4 separate regions of the Zea mays genome follow, and all the other regions are linked to region 2. Evidence: chromatin contacts called from public Hi-C data. All regions are on one chromosome and are shown on one strand. Each heading gives the region's core, a stretch centred on a gene start, on an enhancer-like site or on the middle of the called end of the contact. The rest is flanking DNA. Distances are from core to core; before and after follow the strand shown. Region 1 has its middle 18 kb from the start of LOC100382420. Region 2 holds the start of LOC100382678. Region 3 holds the start of LOC100280706. Region 4 holds the start of LOC103650992 (WUSCHEL-related homeobox 9-like).

What was found. A called contact is a pair of places that touch in the nucleus more often than the background predicts.
Region 1: a contact with region 2 is called in a Hi-C map of leaf, with 4 times the contacts expected there. The contact joins the enhancer-like site here to the promoter of LOC100382678 in region 2. A contact is called at or near these places in 5 of 25 Hi-C or Micro-C datasets (ear, endosperm, leaf and 1 more).
Region 3: a Hi-C map of tassel shows a contact between it and region 2, with 2.9 times the contacts expected there. The contact joins the promoter of LOC100280706 here to the promoter of LOC100382678 in region 2. A contact is called at or near these places in 4 of 25 Hi-C or Micro-C datasets (bundle sheath, ear, leaf and 1 more).
Region 4: a Hi-C map of bundle sheath shows a contact between it and region 2, with 2.2 times the contacts expected there. The contact joins the promoter of LOC103650992 here to the promoter of LOC100382678 in region 2. A contact is called at or near these places in 5 of 25 Hi-C or Micro-C datasets (bundle sheath, ear, leaf and 2 more).

The regions. Positions count from the first base shown.
Region 1 is chr3:182,683,792-182,687,376 of Zm-B73-REFERENCE-NAM-5.0, forward strand. No RefSeq gene overlaps it. Among protein-coding and RNA genes, the nearest start is that of LOC100382420, 18 kb to the left of the region's middle. Within about 2 kb of position 2,095, at least 19 of the 20 cell types and tissues checked have an H3K27ac peak or open chromatin away from gene starts, as enhancers often do. A contact at or near this core is called in ear, leaf and tassel, where this site is marked.
Region 2 is chr3:183,067,445-183,070,840 of Zm-B73-REFERENCE-NAM-5.0, forward strand. It overlaps LOC100382678, which reads right to left and starts at 1,998. Exons shown (of 17, transcript NM_001175402.1): 1 at 1,678-1,998; 2 at 918-1,017; 3 at 604-827; 4 at 450-512; 5 at 252-358; 6 at 60-166. The coding sequence starts at 1,854.
Region 3 is chr3:182,789,026-182,792,110 of Zm-B73-REFERENCE-NAM-5.0, forward strand. It overlaps LOC100280706, which reads right to left and starts at 1,263. Exons shown (of 3, transcript NM_001367138.1): 1 at 667-1,263. The coding sequence starts at 1,138.
Region 4 is chr3:183,346,597-183,349,866 of Zm-B73-REFERENCE-NAM-5.0, forward strand. LOC103650992 (WUSCHEL-related homeobox 9-like) reads left to right here and starts at 1,932. Exons shown (of 2, transcript NM_001319758.1): 1 at 1,932-2,346; 2 at 2,468-2,819. The coding sequence starts at 1,932. The coding sequence ends at 2,718.

The DNA.
Region 1 (3,585 bases), core at 845-3,344, 380 kb before region 2:
GCAGAAACAATGGAGTTTAGATCATCCTACCTCAACCACGGAACCACCTGCACCAAATTTTTTATGGAGTACTGAATTTTCATTGTGTTACTACCTGCCGATGCAGTACCCACCCGAAATATTATGGCATTGGTGAATAAGTGAAAGCAGATTTTTGCGAATAATTGAGCTACAACGGGATATGAAGTCGTATCCGATTCTACCGTTGGAAATACCGAACTCACCCATAGAAAATTTCATTGATATTCAAATATTGTGTATAAAATGTTTCTCGCAGTGTACGCTATATTTTTGGTGGATTGTAGAATTTTAGACTACTATATTTTAGAAGTTATTTTGGATGATGCTTGTCGACGTTTCGGACCCGTGAGGACCGTCAACCGACCAGTGAATTTGTTGCTGCGTGTCCCTGCCCAGATGGGTTGATGCAAGATGGAACACAAGAGAAAAATGAGACTTATGTTATCTCGCACCGGGGTGCTCGTAGTAGGGGTTACAAGCGTCGCGAGGGAGCGAGGGCGAGAGCGAGAGAGAGAGAGAGTCCCGGCGTGCGCCCGTCTCTGCCTGTCTCGTCTGCCCCGCCTAGACGTGTGTGTCCACGTATGTCCACCTGAACGTGTGTTAACGTGGACCTCCTCCTCTCTCGTCCCCTTTTTCCAGGAAGGCCCTGGACATCCCCTTTTATAGATACAAGGAGATGCCCAGCTGTACAATGAGGTGTAGCTATATGCTAACATGGCTGACGGAGAAGCGCCTTGAGCCCTGTACACGAGCTAACATGACCGTCGGAGAAGTGCCTTGAGCCCTGTAGAAGCACAACTGTCGGGCGGCATGGATTCTGCTGATGTTGTCTTGCTTCCGTAGGGAGCTGAGAACCCTCTGTAAAGCCCAAAATTTGTATCAGGAAAAATAAATAAAAATAATTATTTTTAGTGTTTGAGAATTTATGGAACCTTGAGAGACTATCTAGCTTTCTTTTGGTTGTGCATATTCAGATAAGGAGAATATATATAATCCTTATATGAGTTAATTTATTGAATAAAACATTTATAAACATCTTCTAAAATATCTAAGCTAAGGTATCTATTAACAAAATAATAAATATTAAAGATTAGTTTCTTAATATACAACGTGTGGGCATAATTGGTGTATTTACAATCATTTGACATAGATATGGTAAAATAAATAAATAAAATTATGTATTTGCATTCGTACTGAGTTCTTTTGTTGTTCATTAAAATTTGAGCGCAAATCCAAAACCAAAATTTAATGAAGTTTGAAATTCAGGGAATAGAATGAAAGCATAAATAAATAAAAAGAGGAAGACACCATTATGCGCTTGGGCCGATTTCCTTACTCGCGGACCATCTACTCCTTGCCCCATTCCACCACCGCGCGGCCCACATAACTCCCACGCTTCTCTCCCTCTGCGGCTGCCTGGTGGGCCCCACGGGATAGGTCCCCGCCGCACGGACTGTGTGCCCTGTGCCAGTGACTGATGGGACCCACGTCGTCAGCCAAGGTACCGCGCGCGCTCGAGATCTCCTTTCACTGTATCGCGGGCCCCACTCGTCAGACTTACCTCCCTTCTCTTAACAACCTCTGCTCAGCGCGCCGTGAACTCCGAGCTTCGTAACCATGGCGTGATCCCCGCACGGACTCCGCCCTCGGGGGTGTATAATTAGCAGCTCTCGTGGCGTCCTGTATCGATCGACTCGGAGCTAGGCGAGCTCTAGCGAAGATTCCACATCGCGTACTCCATTGTCGTGCGGCTATATCACCGAAGACCCAGAGAGAAATCGTGGGAGGAGAGAAAACTCGGCGCCGTGATGGAGAGAGATAGTGATCCGCCGTGGTGGTCGTGCGTCCGGGCAAGCACGTCGCCTAGCTCCAGTGGGGAGCGGAACCGTGGCCAGGCTCCCTCTCGGTGTTGTCCCGGTGGCCCTCGCAGCCTCGCTTGCGCGACCTGGGCGATAGGAAGAAGACGACGTGGGAGGAAGAAAAAAAATCAGCCTGGGCCATGGTGCTGTGACCAACGGTGGGGATTTGCTGATGCCTGATGGGTGTCGCGCCCGTGTGGATGATCTGAGTCATTGGTCACATGATGGGCGATCCAGATCGGTATGCACTTACCTCTCTGCGCCATCTAATCGGGATCGTATACTTCCAATCCAACGGTCCCTGTTGCGTTTCCCTTCGCGGGTACATCTTACTAAAGATTCCCTGAACTTCCTAGGAACCAACCCGCCATCCCGTGCCATTATAAGACCCTTACCGTTTAGTCCTAGAATTTATGCAGAACCCCCCTGGGCTTTGTTAAAATTGTGTCCGCAGTCTAAAAGCCTGAGGAAATTCAGAATTTATTTTAGAAAATGATTTTTAATACAAAAACAATACTAGAAAATTGTAAAATTCATATTTAATTCATGTTAGCTCCAAATTGATTAATTTCAGTTGCAATAATTTTGTTTTAATATTATCTATCACCTAGTATCTCTGTTTAGCCATAAAACTTGAATTAAAATTGTTTATTTGGATTAATCTATTCTAAGCACTAAATAATTTCGGAAATTCATAACTTAATAACCGTAGCTCCGAATTTAGTGGTTCTTGTTTCTACGATCTCGTTACGCAGCGTAGAATATTATTATGCAGCTTGTTCTTATGTTTGGTGTGATGTTAATTTTGCCTATACCATGTTTGTTTGTATTGCTACGACTAGCGTGAGGTCATGAGTCACCTGAAGATCATCCTGGTACCTGGAATCTCAAGTCCCAGGCAAGTTGTGCCCTTGATCACTTCTTTTACCCACTCATGTTCTAATTAATCATAATGATCTGCATAGGTTAATTTTGATGGGACCTAATAGGTTACCCTAGTTTGACTATCTTTATACCTTGTTCACCACTGAACTTTTTGGGTAGTACTTGCTAGTGCTATATGTGGATTTGGGTATAAGGATACACATTATTCATGATTATACTTTTGTTACCAGTTGTTATTTACTGTTCATGATAAGATCATTATGTTAATTGGAACATGGAGCAACCACCCGGGAAAACAGTGCTACCACAAGGGTTTATGGACGCCCTTGGCTGATTAATTAGGAAAGCTAGTGGAAGACTACCTTACCCGAAAGGGGCAAGGGCAGTAGGGGAGTGGTCAGTGTGGGGAGGTCCTTGGTTGATTTTGCTGCGATGGCGGTCAGGCGAGGGATCCCTGCATTGGAGCTTCCTATAAACTGTAGCGGGTTTTCTGAAGCTAGTGGAACTTTGTAAAGGCCTCGTAGTGTTACCCTGTCTCGCCTCCTCGGTAGAGGTGTATGGGAAGTCGCGATCCCTTGGCAGATGGGTAGCATGACTTGTGGGTAAAGATGTGCAACCTCTGTAGAGTGTAAAACTGGTATACTAGCCGTGCTCACGGTCATGAGCAGCTCGGACCCTCACATGATTAATTTATGGAACTAAATTCAATTTGTCATATGCATTGCATCGCAGGTGATGTTATTACTTTTATTAATTGGGTTGGTATTTACTTATACTTAGTAACTGCTAATAAAATTTTGACCAACTCTAAAAGCAATGC
Region 2 (3,396 bases), core at 748-3,247:
CAATTGGTTCAGTGACATAAATAGCTAAGTGTAGATGTAAGTATTCTTCAAAACTTCACCTATGAGTATGCATCTAGAGAATGGACAAGTTGTGAGCATGAAAAGATCATGCAGCACAGCACGGTCTCTTGTTATTAAGTAGTCAATCTCATCCACGATGACCAACCTACAACAGCACCATGCAAGCCAGATAACATGATCAAAACAGCAAGAAAATCCCAATAATCATAGTGGATACAGGAGGTTATTACATCATTCTTCTTGGAGCTGAATCCTTGTTGGAAAACATGCTCTGAAGTTGGTGAAGTGGCGACAATTTGTTGCGTCCCTTCTTTCGGTTCTGAAATGTTTCTAGCATCTGCATTATAAAATTGGTCAGTATATACAGTTTTTTATTGCATTAGATAATCATCGATAGATCGACCCTATAACTGAGTAGCAGTTATTACCTTGCCAAAAATATCAGAGGTGTTTGCTAGGTTTGTACAATTGATTGTTAAGGCATCAGGTGTCTGCATTCACGCATGATTAACACACAAAAAATCCACATAAAACGCTCCAGGAACAGAAAGGTAGGGGGCATGAGGAACTATCATAGCATACCTCATTCCCCCAGCACACCAAACTATCCTTGATCTTGTTAATAGATAATGTCTTCCCTGTGCCAGGGCACCCGCAGACATAGAGACTACCAGCCTTCTCCTGCTCGACGCACGCCTCGCAGAACTCAAGGACACGCCTGAGCTCGTTGTCCCGGCAAACCAATTCAGACGACGGCACTGTCGCCACGTGCAGCGCCTCCTTCACAGCCCTCATCTGCGCGGCATCTGCGTGGAACGGCCAATTCTCATCAGGCCCCAAACAAGTCAACAAGGCAAACAAAATTGGCCGGCTAAAATGGAAATTGAGGGAATTACCTCGGGGGTTCCACTTGGGCTTCTCGGCTGCGACGAAGTCACCGTAGAGGCGCTTCCTGGAGGACTTGGGCGACGCCGAGAGCATCTTAGGCACGTGTACCTGTGAGACCGAGCAGTTGGTGTGCATTGCAAAGGGAAACAGACAACTGAAAAAAATAGCGGAGCATATCTGTGCATAGAGATGGCAATGGGTACCCGAAACTCGACGGGTTTTACCCGATACGAAGGCGAGTACGAGATGATTTCTCTACCCACAGTAATGTAATGGGCAAGATCCTTTGCCCGTTGGGTAGACGGATATAAGTACGGATTGGTACTACCCATACCCGTCTGTCCATGGGTAAATATACCCACAACAATAACACTATAATCATCTAATGGAGCCCATCTTAGTTAAAATAAAACTCTTACCCGTCTGCTCATGGGTAAATATACCCGCAACAATACCACTATAATCATCTAATAGAGCCCATCTTAGTTAAAATAAAACTCTTCTCTAGCTATCATTTGTCTATCTATCAAGTTATATAATCATATGATTTTATGTGAAGTTGGACTTGTTTTTATGTTTATTTAATATTTTGAGTGATTGATATATTAGGATTTAAGACTTTACTAGCGGGTATGAGTTAAAATTATCCGTGCAGGTATAGATATGTGTAAGATTTTATAGCCGCGAGCATATATGGATAAACTGACGGGTAGAATTTTTTAATAGATACAGATGTGCATCGGGGGTCTAGTAAGCAGTGGATCTTACAGGTCCGGTGCTGGCGTGCGGGTGTCGGTGAGGAGAGGTGTGCCGCGACGCGCCAGGCGACTCGCCGGCTCGACCTGGCGTCAGCCGGCGCTTGACGCTGCGCGGCGTGCTCGTCTCGGCAGGTAATGGGGTGCCCATGGGGGACGCGTTCGCCGTCGCGCTGCGGAGAGTCGGCATTGTGGGCTTGTGGCTCGCGGGGAGGGAAATCGGCGGTTACTTCGTGGATGGCATAGAATTTGGGGGGAGGAATGCTGGATGTGTACGGCGGTAAGAGGGAGACGGGTGGAGATGGAGGGGGCGGGGGCGGGGCGCGAAAGGGTTTTCGGCTTCGCGCGTGAACGCGAGAGCAGTAGAGAACTTTATCGCCTCATGGAACACGAGCTTGTGCATATGGGATGAGCAACACGAGCCGCTTCTCGGTATGTCCCGGCGTCACTTCACCTTGCGTGCTCACAGGCTGGGCCGCGTACAGCCCCCCTGGCGAGCCGGCCCGCGTGGCGCCCATCAGGGCCGTCGGGCCCTCCGCGTTCCGCGCAGCAGTCCATTTGGGTAGTGTGGGCTCCTTGTCCTTGGCATCCTCCCCGGTTGTGATCTGGTTTCGCGATCAACCGACCCCCGCGTCCCCGGCGCACGTGAAGGCGCGTCCGGTGGGGAAATTGAACGGAGGGAGGGGGCCAGGGGCAGGACAGCGGTCAGCAGACGTCCAACTAATCCCATTCCCAGCTGCCGTCGGCCCGGCCACGCGTGCCGCCCATCAGCCCATGCACCGGCTAGGGGAACGGATAACCCATCATAAAGTCGCTGCGTCCGGCCACGGCGTTGCCGCCGTCTCCGCGAGTGCGCCGAGCGGAACGCGGATGCCTTTTTTTCCCGATCGAGACTGGGCACGAGCTCAAAACTTGGTCGGAGATCGAACCGGTCCGATCCCTTTCTTCTCCTCCTGCACCGACGACGACGCTACGGCGGCGTTTGCGTGCAGACCTCGTTTCCTCTGGAAACAACTCCCCGGCGAGGGTTGCTCGGATACGGTCGACGGTTTACCGGTCTCGGCACGCGACTGGTCGAGGTCGCGAGGATGAAGTGGTCGAAGTCGAATGGTCAGAGGCTTGCCATGCCTAGCGCGCTGGCTCTTATCCGAAACTTCGGACGATGAGATGAAATGAGATGGGGCCATGGGGGCGGGCGTGATCGGCTGATGGCCGCCACAATCTTGCCTCCGTATCTATCGACGTCGACCCGTCTGGACGCGCGACGATTCCTCGGGACGTGACGTCACGCGCGCATCATGTCGGCGCGATGCGCAAATCCATAAATCATGGCCCTTGCCGAAATATGCCCGCGACGTGACGTGATCGCCGGACGCAAGGCTTGTTTGGTTTGTGGCTAACTGTGCCCCACTTTGCTTAAGGTTAGTCGTTCGAATTGAATAACTAACCTTAGGCAGAAAAGTTAGCCAAAGTGTGGCAATTGGGGTAACGATGGTGGGATCGTATCCAGTGCACAAGGGCCCCGCCGTGCACAAATGCATAAAACGAAATCTGGCCGTCCATTTTCCATCCAACGACATGACGCGCGCGGGGGGTTTTTCACAAAACAGACTCGGCAAGCTACGGATGCTGCAGGAGGGTTCATCTGCATATTTACGACGGCCGTTAGATGGGAGACGGACGACCAGGTTTCATTTTGTGTATTTGTGCACGGCGTGGCCCTTGTGCACTG
Region 3 (3,085 bases), core at 13-2,512, 280 kb before region 2:
ATATTAGTATATTCCAACAACAAGCTGGTCATTAGATTTCCAATATGTATTAGCAATTACAAGCAACAGCAACTGTTGTTTGTAAACTTTGCGATTGCAATCAAAAAGAGAGTTGAAGTTCTGGAGCCAAAATCATCTCTGGACAATATATATGTGAGCAAATACATAACTAAACCACCATTGCATAACTTTCACTTGATGAAATCTGAACATAGCACAGAAGCCCTAAAAGAATAAAAAGGTGCTGCTATTGGAACAGCCATGGAATAAGTTGATAGCAATTTAAATACATGTGTTGCATAGCTTAAAACAAGCATCATGTCCTCCACATATATCGCCAGTCGCCACATAACTATGTAAAATCACATGACTTCCAATCAATATCACCACAAGAAATACAACCGTGCATTTAGTTGTAATAAAGAAGATTAATCCTTCAAAACGAAAAAAGAGATGTATCCTTCAAGGTAAGGAATCATCAGCATCGCACAGAACGCGCATTAATCAGAATCAAATAAAAATAAAGTAAAGAAAATACGGGTGTGCGAAAACAGCAATATAGTACATAAGGAGATGTACAAATCGACTTAAACTGGATCGAGCTTCCAATGACTTATAATAAACATTTTGCAAGAAAAGAGAAAGATTGGAGGATTTGCAACAAACCTTCCTGCTCATCGTGGAAGCGCGGATGCCGCGGTAGGTGGGACCGGGGCGGTGGGCTGAAGCGTCGGCGCTGGGGCGGCGGGCTCCCAGGACGCCGCCTCTCCGGCGGTGGCGGCAGCGGCGACCGGCGCCTCACCCAACCACGGGGAGGCGGCGGTGAGAAGTCCCGCCGTCGCCGCGGGGGCGAGGCCCCGCGGCCTCGGTGTCCGCCGGTGCTGGGAGAAAGCGAGCGGGCGGAGGATGAGGGCGGGGAGGATCCGCCGCCGTTCTCCTGTTGCTGCGGCGGCGGCCTGACAACGAGACTGCTGAGAGGGGCACGCGCGGGATGTGGTGGGGCGGGGGCAGGAGCGGGCGAGGGCGAGGGCGAGCGGACGGGGTCGGCCTCAGGCTCTGGCGTTCTTCGAGGGGGCGTGATGTCCTCGTACTCATCCTCGTCGTCTTCGACGTCGTCGCCCCTGCCGCGCGGCCTCATCTTGCTGCGTGTGGGGGTGCTACGGCGGCGGCGCTGCGTCCTAGGGTTTGGGGTACGGGGAGATGGGGAAGGGAGAGAGAGGATTGACCAAACAACGCTAGAGGGCCAAGTGAAATCAAGCCGCGGTTTCGGAGTGTATCCAACGCGTGGTTTTGAAGTCCAGCCGGAGTCCGCCCATTTTTTTTACCTGTTTCAGCTTTTTTTTCCTTTTTTTTTTGTCTGTCAGGCTATAAGAAGCTGTTACGAACTCTCAAACATCAAGGATGTAACAGGTACCTGAAACTCGAATATCTAATAGGTTTTACTTGATATAAAGGTGAGTCCGTGATGATTTTTTTACCCGCGAGTATGTTAATGGGCAACAACCTCTACCTGTTGGGTAGACGGGTACGGGTTAGTACTACCCATACCCGTTTACTCGTGGGTAAAATATATTTGTATCAATACTACTATAATCATCTAAGAGCACATATTAGCTAAAATAAAAATCCTTCTCTAGCCATCATTTGTCTAGCTACCAAGTTATGTAATCAAATATCTACTACTATTAAGACTGTAAGGTGGACGCTCGCGACACCATGCCCCCGCGTCCGTCTTTCCAAAGCCGCCTACGTCTCCACCCGAGATCCCGACCCACCCCCGCCTCCCCCGCCGCCGCGCCCGCCCTCCCCCGTGACAGCCGCCATGCACCCTATCTCCGTTGTGCTCGCACTTCCTCACCCGCGCGATTTGCACGCGCTCCCCCACACAACAGTCCTCGTGGGCCCTATCTTCGCCGCGCTCGCACGATGCACACGCGCTCCCTCCGCAATAGTTGTTGTGCGCCCTATCTCCGTCGTGGGCGCTCCCCCGCCACCGTGCTCCCGCACTCCATCTCTATAGCCGCTGTCAACCCCTCGCCCCCCGCGCCCGCGATCCCCCTCACGCGCCATGCGCCCGCCCCACCCACGCTTCCCCTGCACCGAGATAGCAGCGATCCTCCCCCACCCCACCCCACTCGCGACAGCCGCCCTGCATACGCCCGTCCCACTCGTGCTCCGCTATAAGAAGGTTGCCACTCCCTTGGCAATCATCCTGCTCCGTATTGCCACTTGCTGACGTCAAGCATTCCTCCATTGCGCAAGGTGAAAGCAAGTCGGAGCGTGCATCCACTTCCTCATCGGCTTGCTCCACCGTGGTGCCTGAAACCATCTAGGCCCCTGGTTGATTTTAGTGATTAATGACAACGTAATGTTATATGTGACTAACGTGTGTTTTGCAGAGACAAATGGTAAATTAGGTCGCATTACAGGTAGATGTACTACAACGGTGAAAAACAATCCCAGAGATAAGAACTCGAAGCGATGGCTAAAGCGACGAAACACAAAGTGAAGGTCTTCGTATTCCGAGTGTCAAGGAGTTGTGGACACTCGTGATATAGTTAGGTCTTTTATTTTATTTTAGTCGTACTATAAAGAGGGGTTGTCGATGAGTAGTTTGACCAAGAGAGTTCTAGTGTAGTGTTGGTGCATATTCACACTCACATATAGTGTTAGGTGACACTCTAGAACATACTCACAAGTTAGAACGAAAACCGATTTGAAAAACAGCAGAAAATATAAGTTAGGGTTTCTAGCCTTGGGGCACCGGACTGTCCGGTGCGCCCTCTGTCAGGTGGGGCCAGGTTGGCCCGGGGAAGGGTTTCTCCCGCGCAGAAACCCTAGAGCGCAAGGTTCACTAGTTGAATTATAGTGGCGCACCGGACAGCGCATCGGACCGTCCTGTGTGCCATCTGCCCAACAGCTAACTGTCAGAACTAGCCGTTGGAGTCGACCATTGGCGCACCGGTGGCGCACCGAACTGTCTGGTGCGCCCATGCGCAGAACGATGCTGGTAACGGCTAGTTGGTGGGTGAGGGCTATTTATACCCTCTCCACCCACCATATTCAATGTCTTGCTGCCCACATT
Region 4 (3,270 bases), core at 682-3,181, 280 kb after region 2:
CCGCGGCCGGGCCGTGTGGCCCTATCATTGGTATCTGCCGAGCGACGCCCCAAAAGCATGACATCCGCCTCAGCTTTTCAGGAGCTCTGCATGCCATACCATGGTCTGGTCGTCGAAAAGCTCCGCCTCCGCGGACTTAACGGGTGTGGGTGTGACTGTGACCCAATTAAGCGGCTAAGCTTTACTGCTTTAGCTAGCTAGCTAGAGCCCTGAGCCCCCGCGCACTCCGGTCCGAACAAGCAGGGGCCGGGTCACGAGCGGCGGCGAGTGACGATGACGAGAGAGCTCTGGTGTCTCTTGTTTGTACGGCGCATGCATGAGAGAGGGACTGTTTCGCCTTGCTTAGCCTCTCGTACGTGCGGTCTCCTGGTTGTTGGAACGTGACTGATGACGATGCTGCTGCCGCGCCTTTTCGAGAGCTGGCGCATGGCGCTGATGAGACTTTTGCGCAAATTAAAAGCTAGTAGTAGGCTGCAGACGACAGGAATTCTGCCGGATCGAGTGTCACGCACGTACGGCGCTTGCGTTAACTCGCATGCACGCCGTCGTGATGATCGATCGGGACATGTTCCGTTGGCAGTACGCGTTCGTTCTTGTGGCTGTCGTCGGGCGCGCGTACTGCAGGCGGCTATCGATCGCATGGCCCCTCCCGGCCGCAGCTACTACTCACATGGTCAACAGTGTGCAGTTGCCTCACACACCAGTGGTACTGCGGTGCCTACAGTTAGCTAGTGAGAACGTACACAGGATCAGGAGACATGTGTCATGTGTGTATAACTGGGGCGGATTGATAGACGCTGGTTGACACAACACTCAAGGCAGACCAGGTAACATGTTACCCCGCCCCTGACATGCATCTCTTTTGAATCCCATGCATGCATGGCCGGGGCCGGCTTATCACACTAATTTTTGGCAAGCACTACTGACAAGTTTGACTCCAAGTCGGGTAACATGCATGCATGGGTGGAGAAATTGAAACCTCGCCAGCTACCAATATATAGTTAACTAACTCGCGTGCAAATACAAGCTCACTATACAAGTGACAAACTGGCGTGCGTCTTGCATGCATTGGCAATCGGTGTATAGTTTGCACGCCGCGCCGGCCGTTTATTCAAAGCAGTAGAGAGTAGAGACCAGTCGGCCGGCCGAGCGAGCTCCGCAGCAACCAGATCGCCGATTGCCCGTGCGCCGTGAGAGCCAGCCTGCTGGTGGTCCTCGCCGTCGCCGCGATCGATTCCCTTCGACTAGGTGGCGACCCATGCAAGGACAAGGAGCACACAGAGATCTCCATGGGGCGGCGCGCGCCCCGAATCATCACCCGCCACCGCGGCATTACTAGATTAGACTATTCAATGGACTCGGCAAACAGGGCTCATTCTAAGACATGGTGCTACGCGACAGGACGGCACTTAGATTTGCATGCATGGCTGGCGCGACCAAAGCCGCATTATCGATCGCGCGCTTAATAAGGATGTCGTCCGGCTGGCGCGCCTCGCGAGATCGAGCTAGCGTTTTGCTAAACAGTGGCAGCTTTTGCGCATGTCTCCCTCCCCACCTCTTCTTCTCTTCTCTCTCGCCCCAACGCGCCCAGTTCGAGAAAGGGAAACAAAAGGAAAGCACCGAGACCTTCGAATCCGCTACAGCCACTGCCACGAGACCACGGCCTCGGCCTCGGCCTCGCCACTGCCCCTGAGCCGGCTATATAAGGACCACTCCTGCGCATCTATTGATTTCAGCATTTCCTCTGACCAGAGGAAGATCCCGGAAGCAACCAAATCAGAAGCAGAAGCTAGAGCTACTAGTTTTTGCACTCGACCATCGATCTTTCACAAAACCACACATATAGCTTGCTTAACTGGCGGTGTAGTGTAGCTGCGATCGCTGCAAACTACAGGGTGTAGTGATCGTCGATCGGCTACATATCATATACCATGGAGGCGCTGAGCGGGCGGGTAGGCGTCAAGTGCGGGCGGTGGAACCCTACGGCGGAGCAGGTGAAGGTCCTGACGGAGCTCTTCCGCGCGGGGCTGCGGACGCCCAGCACGGAGCAGATCCAGCGCATCTCCACCCACCTCAGCGCCTTCGGCAAGGTGGAGAGCAAGAACGTCTTCTACTGGTTCCAGAACCACAAGGCCCGCGAGCGCCACCACCACAAGAAGCGACGCCGCGGCGCGTCGTCGTCCTCCCCCGACAGCGGCAGCGGCAGGGGAAGCAACAACGAGGAAGACGGCCGTGGTGCCGCCTCGCAGTCGCACGACGCCGACGCCGACGCCGACCTCGTGCTGCAACCGCCAGAGAGCAAGCGGGAGGCCAGAAGCTATGGCCACCATCACCGGCTCGTGACATGTAAGCTGCAGCACGCACGTACACATCGTACGTTACTAGCTACTATACTACGACAGCTGCAACGTATTACGTATATCGATCGTGCTGTTGACATCGACCCGTACGTGCTCCGTGCATGCAGGCTACGTCAGGGACGTGGTGGAGCAGCAGGAGGCGTCGCCGTCGTGGGAGCGGCCGACGAGGGAGGTGGAGACGCTAGAGCTCTTCCCCCTCAAGTCGTACGGCGACCTCGAGGCGGCGGAGAAGGTCCGGTCGTACGTCAGAGGAAGCGGCGCCACCAGCGAGCAGTGCAGGGAGTTGTCCTTCTTCGACGTCGTCTCCGCCGGCCGGGATCCGCCGCTCGAGCTCAGGCTCTGCAGCTTCGGTCCCTAGCTAGCAGCTGATCGACCGTCGACGCATGCATGCACGTACTGCGTGCTGCTGTGGCCTTGTCTCACGCATCATTGTGTAGTCCTTGGGTTCTAGCTAATACCGACATGAAAAGATGTGCGAGATGTGGAAATACTGTACGCATATATAAGCTGTAGAACGTACGCGCGTATCGCTGCCCTACCAAACGACGTACGTTGCATGAAGAATCTGAGAGGGTCAGGGAATGAGCATGCAGCTGCAGCTGCTGAGATTTCTACTGCCTTTTCGCTGATCTTTTCATCATGAGGCCGGATGCGCTGCGTGCCACTTTTTTTTTCGTTCATTTATGCTGGTGTGTGCCCTCATGGCCTCATATGCATGGCATACGGAAATGAAATAACCTTTGTGCTCACTAGAGTGATGACATTTCTAAATTCCATATCGCCGTTTCATATGTATTTATATTCATGCATGCATATGCCTGGCAATTCCTGTAATAACGTCGTACTCGATCGGTCTAGCACTAATAATATATTATCTATTGCATATGCTCTGAGCGTCTTTGACCCTACT